Linked DNA regions of Mus musculus: regions 2 and 3 are each linked to region 1. The links are chromatin contacts, called in public Hi-C maps. All regions are on one chromosome and are shown on one strand. Each heading gives the region's core, a stretch centred on a gene start, on an enhancer-like site or on the middle of the called end of the contact. The rest is flanking DNA. Distances are from core to core; before and after follow the strand shown. Region 1 overlaps Prickle2 (prickle planar cell polarity protein 2). Region 2 overlaps Gm30688 (a long non-coding RNA gene). Region 3 has its middle 23 kb from the start of Prickle2.

What was found. Hi-C and Micro-C count contacts between places; a contact is called where the count stands out from the background.
Region 2: a contact with region 1 is called in a Hi-C map of cortical neurons, with 2.8 times the contacts expected there. The contact joins two enhancer-like sites. A contact is called at or near these places in 5 of 484 Hi-C or Micro-C datasets (cerebral cortex, cortical neurons and uterus) and 1 of 9 other capture datasets (liver).
Region 3: a Hi-C map of cerebral cortex shows a contact between it and region 1, with 1.9 times the contacts expected there. The contact joins two enhancer-like sites. A contact is called at or near these places in 1 of 39 promoter capture datasets (hippocampal neurons), 9 of 484 Hi-C or Micro-C datasets (cerebral cortex, cortical neurons, embryonic fibroblasts and 4 more) and 2 of 115 datasets of contacts at active chromatin or transcription factors (forebrain and neural progenitor cells).

What each region holds. Positions count from the first base shown.
Region 1 is chr6:92,520,132-92,523,418 of GRCm38.p6, forward strand. All of the region lies in intron 2 of Prickle2 (prickle planar cell polarity protein 2), which reads right to left. Among named protein-coding and RNA genes, the nearest start is that of Gm38862, 120 kb to the left of the region's middle. Within about 2 kb of position 1,735, at least 37 of the 459 cell types and tissues checked have an H3K27ac peak or open chromatin away from gene starts, as enhancers often do. A contact at or near this core is called in cerebral cortex, cortical neurons and forebrain, where this site is marked.
Region 2 is chr6:92,285,082-92,288,368 of GRCm38.p6, forward strand. Gm30688 (a long non-coding RNA gene) reads left to right here. Exons shown (of 5, transcript XR_001785327.2): 2 at 3,252-3,287. Among named protein-coding and RNA genes, the nearest start is that of Gm30688, 17 kb to the left of the region's middle. Within about 2 kb of position 1,825, at least 14 of the 459 cell types and tissues checked have an H3K27ac peak or open chromatin away from gene starts, as enhancers often do. A contact at or near this core is called in cortical neurons, where this site is marked.
Region 3 is chr6:92,727,245-92,730,531 of GRCm38.p6, forward strand. No RefSeq gene overlaps it. Among named protein-coding and RNA genes, the nearest start is that of Prickle2, 23 kb to the left of the region's middle. Within about 2 kb of position 1,462, at least 67 of the 459 cell types and tissues checked have an H3K27ac peak or open chromatin away from gene starts, as enhancers often do. A contact at or near this core is called in cerebral cortex, cortical neurons and forebrain, where this site is marked.

The sequences.
Region 1 (3,287 bases), core at 485-2,984:
CAAACGCATCAACATGACAAACAGGTAACAAAATGGTGACTAAGTGAGCACCAGGCAGCTGTCACATATGGAATGGATGCACAGGACAAAGGAACAAGCCTCCTGCCTGGTAAGACAAAGTAGGTCATGAGTCAGCACAAAAGCTGTCAGAGCAATCACAGTTCAAAACATATAAACTGTTTAGTTCTGGATTTGCCCTTGAATATTTTTAGATCACGGCTGGCCAAGGTAACTTAAATCATGGAAACTGAAATTACAGAGAGGAGTGGACTGCTGTCATTACCCCTGCATGTCCTCTTGTACTTCAGTACAGGATTCTTATCCAAGCACAGTAACAGCTGTAACAAACAACTGAATCCTCAGCCTCATTTAACACATGATGGTCCTATGTCCACGTTCCAGCAAAGCAACGGCATTGCCAGTAGAATGGAACTTGGGGAAATCTCCTTCCAAGACGTGAGCCAAGAGAGATTTATCTCCCTCCATTTTGCTTCTTGTTGCCTGGACTGCAGATGTGGTGGCAGTGGTTGGTCAGACTATGACTGTGGAGTGACTTTGAAGAAAGAGGCCATATGCTAAGTTGGCAGGGCAGGACAAAACAAATCTGGGTCTACAGGACAGTGAAGCAGTGAGACCAGACCTTTACAGCTGCTCTCAGGCAATATGTAAATAAAGCTAAGGTCTATGGGGGCAAAGCCAGCCCACCACCTGCTTTTGTGACTCTTGAGCTTCAAGAGAGTTTTATAGAGGAGCATTTGCCATCTAGGAAATCTAGATGCCCTTTATCCTTTCCTCCTCACCTTCCCAAAAGAATATCACTTACCTCTTAATATTTTTAATTTAATCAATCGAATTCTGTGGGAATTTGTTTGTTGTTTAAATAAGTACACCCTTGATTTTACCTCTCGATTTGAAAAAAAAAAAAAACTTTTAGTTTTTTCATGTGGATCTTAACAAAGCATCCACTGACCCATGGTGTAGAAAAGTCCCTATCACACTGCTGGTTATAAAGAAAACGCTCAGTAAGTGACAACTGCTATTATAATCGTACCTCCAGAAGGCAGAATAACTTCATCATTGATTCTCTTTTGTCAGCTATTACATTCCCACAGAAAAGCATAGCATAATTGTTTATTGATTTGAAGAGAAAACAAATTTCCCAGAGTCTCTTGCTTACCTGTCCTAACCATTTCTCTCCCCTTCCCCCCTCCTCACTTCTTGGTTATTAGGCAAGAAAAACTGACACAAGAGCCTACCAGAGACATTTAAACTACATTTTTCCCAATGCCCCCTTCCTCACTCATCTATCACAGAGGCATTTTAAAGGCCACCTAATAAGAAAGTGACAAGTCAGTAAGGAGCGTGGGGCACTGAGCCTAATATTATTTACATTTCTTTGGAGTGTTTTGGTAACTGAGCCCAACATGTAGCATTTTTTCCAACTAACACAACAATTGCCAAAGTGACACAAATGAATGGAATCCTAGGCCAACTCACTCACATTTGTTATTACCCAGTTGGCACATCATCTTCATGTTTCATTTATGATTCTATGACCAAAATCAGCTTGAGGATCCAGGAAGTATCTTGATCCGACCATACTAGCCGAGGAAACATAGGTTTTAGTTTGCTGGGCAAAAGAAGAATCATATGGCTGAGCTCGCCTGGCAACTCCTAAGCCTTTTGGAAAGTGGCACCAGGTTTCTGGCTCATGTCCATAGCATTCTGACAGCCTGTGCCAGCTCCTCCCACTAACTGCTGCCTCTGCCCCAACCTTCAGCTATCGTCTGCACGACAGTCTGGGTTGCTCCAAATCCAGTCTTTGGAATTTGAAATGGGAAGGTAGGAGCTGTTCGTGATGGCCATCCTCTTTCTCCTCAAAAGAGTCAGAGGAAGAAGGGGTTGGCAAATGAGCAGTGTCAAATGGGAATCCGGGACACAGAGCAGATTCACACATCCTATCCCCGTTCTACTACAAGGTAATAGAGGGTGCATTTTGAAAAGAGTGGTTGTTTAAAACATTTCAGCACATCAAGAACATGCAGAGGATGGCAATAATAGCTTGGGAGGGCGGTGGACAGGAAATCCATAGAAAGAGAACAGTCCCTTTCAATCACCTGGGTGTCTACACTCCCCAATTCATTATGTTGAAATCTTAACCTGAGGTGACAGTACTAGGAGGTAGAAGCTTTTAGATGGTAAACTAGGTCCTCAGGATAGAGCTCTCTAGATTGAATGGGTACCCTATATGAAGGGATCCCCAGTGCCAAGCGCAGGGGTTCACATCTGTAACCTCAGCATTCCAGAGGCTGAAGCTGTAGGATCTGTTGAGTTCAAGGACAGATTGGGCTACACAGTCAACTCCAGGCAAGCATGTACTACAAAGAGAGACCCTGACTCACAAAGGAGAGGAGGAAGGAGGGGACAGAGAAGGGAAGAGAGGGGAGAGGGATTGAGGGAGGGAAGGAAAGAAAGAAAGAGTAAATGCTCTCTCAAAAAGCTAGCTCGCTCTTCTGTCCATCATATGAGACACAGGTAGACAGAAGCTATCATGACAGCAGCCAGTGAATTTGCTAGATGCCCCCAGTTTCCAGAACTGTGAAGGTTCTGTTTTGTATAAACTGTTCAGCTAAGATACTTTTGTTTTTAAAGTTCTCCATGTGATGCAGTAGCTGGAACAATTGATTATGGGGAAAGTTAATGGTTAAAAGAGCAAAGGGTTGCGTTTTGACATTATACGTTCTCTTGAAAGCTAAGTTGCTAAAATGTCCGTGATAGAATGCCCAGCTTAGATAGAACACCAAGACGGTGGGTTTACTTGGCTTACAATTTCAGGTCACAGGCCCTCCCTTCAGCAAAGCAAGCCAAGAACTTAGTGCATCTCCCCCACAGCCACAGGTCCTTGCTCACAGGCTGCAGAATGAGCTTTCTTCCCTCTTACGTAGCTCAGGGCGTGGCTCGTAGACTGGAGCTGCCTACATCGAGGGTGGTCTTTACCTCAATTAACAAGCAAGACAAGGCCAACTTGAGCTAGATAATTCCTCCTTAAGAATTTCTTTCCAGATGATTCTGTGTTGTATCCAACTGGCAGTTAAGATTACCTGGCACCAGCACTGTCTGTAGTGGCATCTAACTAGAAACCAACCAAAATCTTATGCATAACTAAATGTAAAATCGTGGTATCTTTCCTTTTCTTTTCTATTCTTTTTTAACCAGTTTTTTTTTTGAGAATTCATATATATTTAAATTATTTTCCCCATCCTGTCTCTAAGTCCTCTCATACCTCC
Region 2 (3,287 bases), core at 575-3,074, 230 kb before region 1:
AGTGGGAGGGGAAAGAGGTCCACTAGCAGAATGAAACCTCATCGACTTTGCTTTGCTCCTAGGGTTTGAGATGGGGCCAAGGACCAAATGTATGCTAGATAATAAATGCTCTGTCTGTGAGCTACACCCAAGAGCTTTGTGTGAGCATTTTCTAGTGAGCCATTTACCTTAGGGGAAGACGTTCAGCATTCCATTTTTAAAACACAGGTAGAGGAAGAGGGTGGACTGAATATGCTTGGCCCAAGGGAACTGGCACTACTGGGAGATGTGGCCTTGTGGGAATAGGTGTGGCCTTGTTGGAGGAAGTGTGTCATTGTATAGGCAGGCTTTGAGGTCCTATGCCCAGGCTCTACCTAGTGCAGAAGAGACCCTCCTCTCGGCTGCATGCGGAAGACAGTCTCCTTGCCTGCTTTCAGAACAAGATGCAGAACTCTCAGCTCCTTCTACCGCACTGTGTCTGTCTGCTTCCTGCCAGGATGATAATGGACTGAACCTCTGAAACTGTATGCCAGCCCCAGTTAAATGTTGTCTTTTACAAGAGTTGCCTTGGTCATAGTTAGTGTTTCTTCATAGCAATGAAACCCAAATGGAGACACTGGCATTACTAATTTCTTACTGTACTGACCTGTGAATGGGAACACAAGGATCCCGGGCTGTGTGATGTAACTTGTTTATAGCACTGAACGAATGGAGAACCCAAATGCCCTCAAATGAGGTGATGGTAAACTGGCATAACTCCAAGTGGAATGCTGTAGAGCAGTGTTTCTCAACCTGTGGGTCACGACCCTTTGGAGCCAAATGACACTTTCACAGGGGTTGCATATCAGATAAACTGCATATCAGATATTTATACTACGATTCATAACAGTGTCAGAATTACAGTTATGAAGTTAGCAATGAAAATAACTATGGTTGGGGGTCACCACAACATGAGGAGCTGTATTAAAGAGTTTCACATTAGGAAGGTTGAGAACGCTGCTGTAGAGGCATCGATGAGCCAAAGCAAGGGCCATATCCCCTGATGCGCCCATCCTGCCACCTCATTGGTACAGATTTGAGTATTTACTACACCCCAAAGACTATTCTAGGCTACGAGATGGGAGAAAGGTCAAATGCCAACATCCCTGAAGAATCTCTGTAAAACATGTGAATGAGTATAGTATAACTATGCAGATAAGCCCTTTGGATTGCACACAGAGGGGAATACCCAGGGACAGCAGAAAGCCAGTATAGCAAGGCTTGTTGTAGTCAATAAAGAGCATAGAAGGACAGTGTGGCCTGAGTGGAGGAGGAATGAGTAAAGCTGGATGAGACAGGTCCTGTGGTGCTTTATGGCTCACATGGCATGTACACATGGTCCATATGGTAGGCACTGTCCTTCACCACAGACTCCATCACTCGCTGCCATGAGCTTCCCATATAGGGTATGCAAACTGGCTCACACAGGGAGACACCAGCCTTGGCATCTTCAATAAAATGGGACTCTAATTTTATATGTTGCTCACGGGAGGACAAATGAACAGGTGAGTGAGAGAGAGAAGGTGGAATCTGGGCACAGCCATATCCTGAACTAAGCTGTAAAAGTGAGATTCTCAAGTGAGCCAGCAGAGGGCACGATTGGACTTTGGAACAAGCCTGGGCTGAAGTAGAAAGCAACCTGATATTTGTCCTCTGAAATTGAAAAATACCCCTTTTCCTAAGATGAGGAAAACAGGGAGATGGGTTGGGATGGTAGGAGCGAAGATTGCCTCACATGCATCAATGCTCTTAGACCTCTGCTATGTGCATCTAGCTAGCATCTAAGTGCTGACAGGGAAGCAGGCTGACCCATTCTCAGTGGGAACAAGGAGTAGATGTAGTCAGAGCTGAGAGGTAAGGGTGGAGATCTTCAGGGACACCTGCATGCTTAGAAACGGGCCAAGAGTCTACAGCCAGAACACCCTGAACCGTGTCTGACTTTAGAAGATAAGCAGAATCAGGCCTTGGATGGGAGAAAGTGGGAAGGGGAAGTCACACAAATGCAGAAGAGAGCTGCCACTGAGGAAGTCCCACCCAACACAGAACAGCTGAATGGGGGAAGATGGTGTAGGGTGACCACAGGTCAATGAGGGAAGTAACAGAGCCTTCAACGTGGACAAGACTGAGATCAATAGCCCAGATGGGGCAGGCATATTGACACTTCCAGGGTCAGGGAAGATCGGTTTATGAAGGTAAGTGTTGGGATTTTTTTCCCCCAGGGAGTAGAATAATAAGGTTGATGCATAGCATGCCAAGAGTCTGAGCTTCGAGACAAAGAGCCTCACTGCATTTTGGCATTCAGAAGGGTCTAGAGCCACACAGAGAGAAGACACTCAGGCTGGGCATGGGGTGTCGAAGGACTGCTGCAGAGTCTAGGTGCTGGGAACTCCACATGGTGGAGAAGGGTGGACAGCAAAGATTAGAAATGGTGCTAAAAAACAAAAGTCCCATGGGTGTCCACTGTGATAGGGGGCGAGGGATGGGGCTCATCTGAGGTAGCACTGTCAAGTGCAAGTGGATGGCTAAGGAGCAGGTTAGGGTGCTGGATAAAAAGTGAGTAAAAAAAGGTATTAGGAGTGGATGGATAGGGTTTAACTGACAACCATGATCTTCACTGAAGGCTGTCCAGACTTATTACAGCACCCAAGGAAGTCTACAGGCTGAGGAATATAATTTGACCCAGCAAAGACTCTCTGTTAGAAGTTCCCTTCAAAGAGAAGAGGAACATGGAACCCCTGCACGGAGCAAGCAGTGGTGCCTGAGATGGGTGTCCTTCAACGTACTCTTGACTTCTCTCCCATTGAGGTGGAACACACAGAAGTGGCTAGCTGGACATATTAGAGTTTGCTAGTTAAACAAGACATCCAGATTGCTGTAGTGGTCCTGAAGGTTAGTTTGGTTAGCAGGGAACAAGAAGCTGGGGAAGTATAGAAAGAAACTGGTCAATGATGGTTGCCTTAATCATAGTCCTACGATGGGCGCCCAACCCACAGCCAAGAGTCTGACTCAGGTGTCACTCGATGAACTGATGAGGGCCTAAATCAAGGGTAGACTTTTCTGTGAGGAGACATGGGTTAGTGATGGGGATACCCTAAAAGGCAAGAATGGGGACAGAGATAGAGTGAGGAATCCGCTAAAGAGTCAGGCACCCCCATATTTTGAGAAGCTCCTTGGACAACAGAACTTTAGAAGTCATGAGAGTGAATGGCCTGTTTCTTTCTTTTGATTTACAGCCTGTGAACAACTCAAGTGTTTCCCAGGTCTCATGC
Region 3 (3,287 bases), core at 212-2,711, 210 kb after region 1:
TTTACTTTTGTCTTCTGTTGTTAGGCATTTCCTCTTGTCAGAGAAGAAACCTTAGACTTCCTACTCCCTGGATAAATCACCCTCAAATTGCCCCTGCCTCCTTCAATCACTAGTAAAAATGCAAAACTAACCAGATTCTTGGCTAGAATATAGTATTTTCCGTGCACTATCTAATCCAAACCTCCCAAGGCACAAGTTAAGAAACACACCCACGATTACACATGGAGGAATCCACAGATCAGCCTTAGATACCAAGGAGTCCAACTCCAAGATCATGGCCTTAACCACCTCACAGTCTCCCTGCCTGTCTGAATCCTTCTGTTATTCTGCAGGGAAAAGCCAAGCTCATTAGAGGCTCATGATCTCCCCCACCCCCACCCCACCCCCAATCTCTTCCTCCTGTAATACCAGCTTCGTGGAGACCTAGCAGATAGCATCCTCTGAGGATTATTTTTAAAAATGAATTCCTTTCTCAGCTCTCCTCCCTCCCAAGCCCCATATGATGAACAAAAGTTGCCAGGTTGCTGGCTCCACACATGGTATGTTATTCACGGGCTGCTCTGCTGCGATGAGCCAACTCATTAGTTTCAAAGCTGCAGATTAATCTTACATTTCTGTTTCCTGGAGGTGAAAGGTCATTTTTTATCTCCTTAGCTTTATCCACCACCCAGGAGGAAATTGGATCTTTAAGCATGAGGGACCTTTCTCCCCACGAAGCAGCTGTTCGAGCTTCTCTTCTATGTTTTGAGTGAAAAACGGATACAGAGAACTGGAATTGTGTGTGTGTGTGTGTTTAAACCAAACCAAACCAAACCCAAAAAAAAAAAAAAAAAAAAAAAAAAAAAAAAAAAAACAGAAGAGCATCTTTTAAAAGTAAGAGAAATCTTGTAAATTGTGGGGCAGGGGGAAAAAAAAAAAAAAAACAACGAGGAAGAGGCTAGTGCAAGTAGTGTTGAGAACGTTAGATACAAAACAAATGCTCCCCAGCAAGATGAAGTTGGTAAGATTTAGAAGGCGAAGGCCTCCCTCCCCTCCCCCAGCTCAGAGCTTTGCACTCGCCCTCTGATGCCGCCTAGTGGTGAAATCTAATATGGCACCAGCCCGAGAGAAGAGATGATTATTCAAGCACCACCTCCCAAAACACGGGTAGATTTGGGCCTGAGAGACAGCAGCTGGATGGTTAGCTTTAGAAATCATACTCGTACGATTGCTAACAAAAGGTAGACGCTTGTAAGGGGGCTCTGCTGCTGTGGAAGTGGTTCATGTCCATGAAACACTTCAAGCTTGGTCTCAGTTGCTTTCCAGACCGTTGAGGAGCCGGCCCTAGAGAACAGCACACGATTCCCAGGTTGTGCTGCCCCAGTTAGATCGCCATTTCTCCTGCGTAGCCATGGCTGAATCAGAGTTGCATTGAGGAGGGAAGAAAGCTGTATTGAACTCTGCTTGCTTGGGCTCACTGCAGCTATTGTCTGGCACTTAAGGCTGTAATCAGAGTGAACACACTGACCACTGTTTATTTTCCCCACCGGGCTTTCTCCCAACATTTTCTCCCATCTCCACAGGGAGATTTGGCATTTAAAGAGAGCGTGGGGGAGGGGAGAGTGTGGCAGAAAGGTTGGGTTCTTCCAGAGAATAAAGAAAGCAAAGGCTCTTTATAACTGGAGATGTTTCTATGTGGCGAATGCCCTAGAGGAAATACAACATGCACTGAAGCATTGACATGATACTGTCCCATGAGGCATCAAGTAACCTTCTTGCAACACAGCATCCACCAAAAATGCCCCATAATGAGGCTGAGATGTCTCAGTGGGTAAACCGCTTCCGGCACAAGCGTGAGGACTTGAGTTGAGATCCCCAACACCCATGTAGAAAGCCAGATGTGACAGCGCATGCTTATAATCCCAGCACCAGGGAGACTGAGATAAGAGGGTCCCGGGGCTTGCTGGCCCGCCAGGCTAACTGGATTGATGAGCTCCAGCTTCAGTGAGAGACCCTGCCTCAAAAACTAAGATAATGATGGAGGAGGATACCAGAAGTCAACCCCCAGTCTCCAGAAGTGCACCCCACCCACCCCACCCCACTCACAAATAAAATAATAATAATGCCCACCGTTATCTTAGAACTGAGTAAAGACACCAACTACTAAATCAAGCAAGGACAGAGAACGGGGATAGGAAAGTGGGATTTGGAGGAAGAAAGCAAGCACAGCACCTGCAGCTTTGGATCACTTAGTTCAGCACTATATTCAGAAGGGGCTTAATGACCACATGAAGCACGGGCACAGAGACATGTTTATCACCTGTCATGCCCCCAATTCAGGTCTGTTCTCCTTAAAGGACAATCATGGAGGGATATCAGTGTACTGGAGACTAGAGAGTCCTGTGTCCATGCAAATCTTGGGGCTGGCAAAGAAAGAATTGGGCTAATTGAGAGCCAACCATGGACTCAGCAGCTAGCCGATACTTTTCTCCTCTGGGTTGAGCTGTACTTCGAGGAAAGATGTTGCATTGCCAAGTGGAGGCCATTAGCGAGCCAAATCTACCTTGCAAGGGAGAGCAGTCAAGGCACAGACTTCCTGATTTTGATTACTGGAGTCAATACATGGTCTTGTGGTGATTAGCTCCTAGCTCTTATTTATACCCTCTCTAGCTACATGGAGATGAGAAACATCTGAGTCCTGGCTTAGTATAGGCTTACTATGGATTTAATATTCTACAATCCATTCTGGGGATGGTGAAGGAGAATAAGTCATTTTGTCTGCTCAGCATCCTTTATATTTCTTTCACTGCCAACACCATGATTTCTTCTTCACATTCAGCCCTATGGTTTTCTACAGGCTCCTTTCCTTTATTTACTATCCGGGTACTAGCATCTGGTTCATATCTGCCCAACTGAAACTGAACTATCCACAGGAAAGTCTCTTTTGACCATAGTTGTTAGCAGATGGAATGTGTGTTTATCAACTGTGATCTAATAATGACACTTAACATATCTTCTCATAATTCAGTGTCATAGGACAGTATTTGTTATCACATTCACATGTCTCCAGGTATCCAGAGCACCACTACTTCTGGATGTACACTTGTGGTTATGAGTGGTAGCTCTCTTCTCACAGTCTTTGCTTTCTACTGAACTAGCCAGCTAGGTGTGGTGTTTGCTCATGACAATTGCTAACATTCAAGCAAGCAACAGAAACAAAAGAAACCAGGAGATTTCTCTTGAGACTTAGGCTAAGACCTAGCGCCGTGTGATTTAGAACAATATTCCTTCAGTTTAACTAGATGATC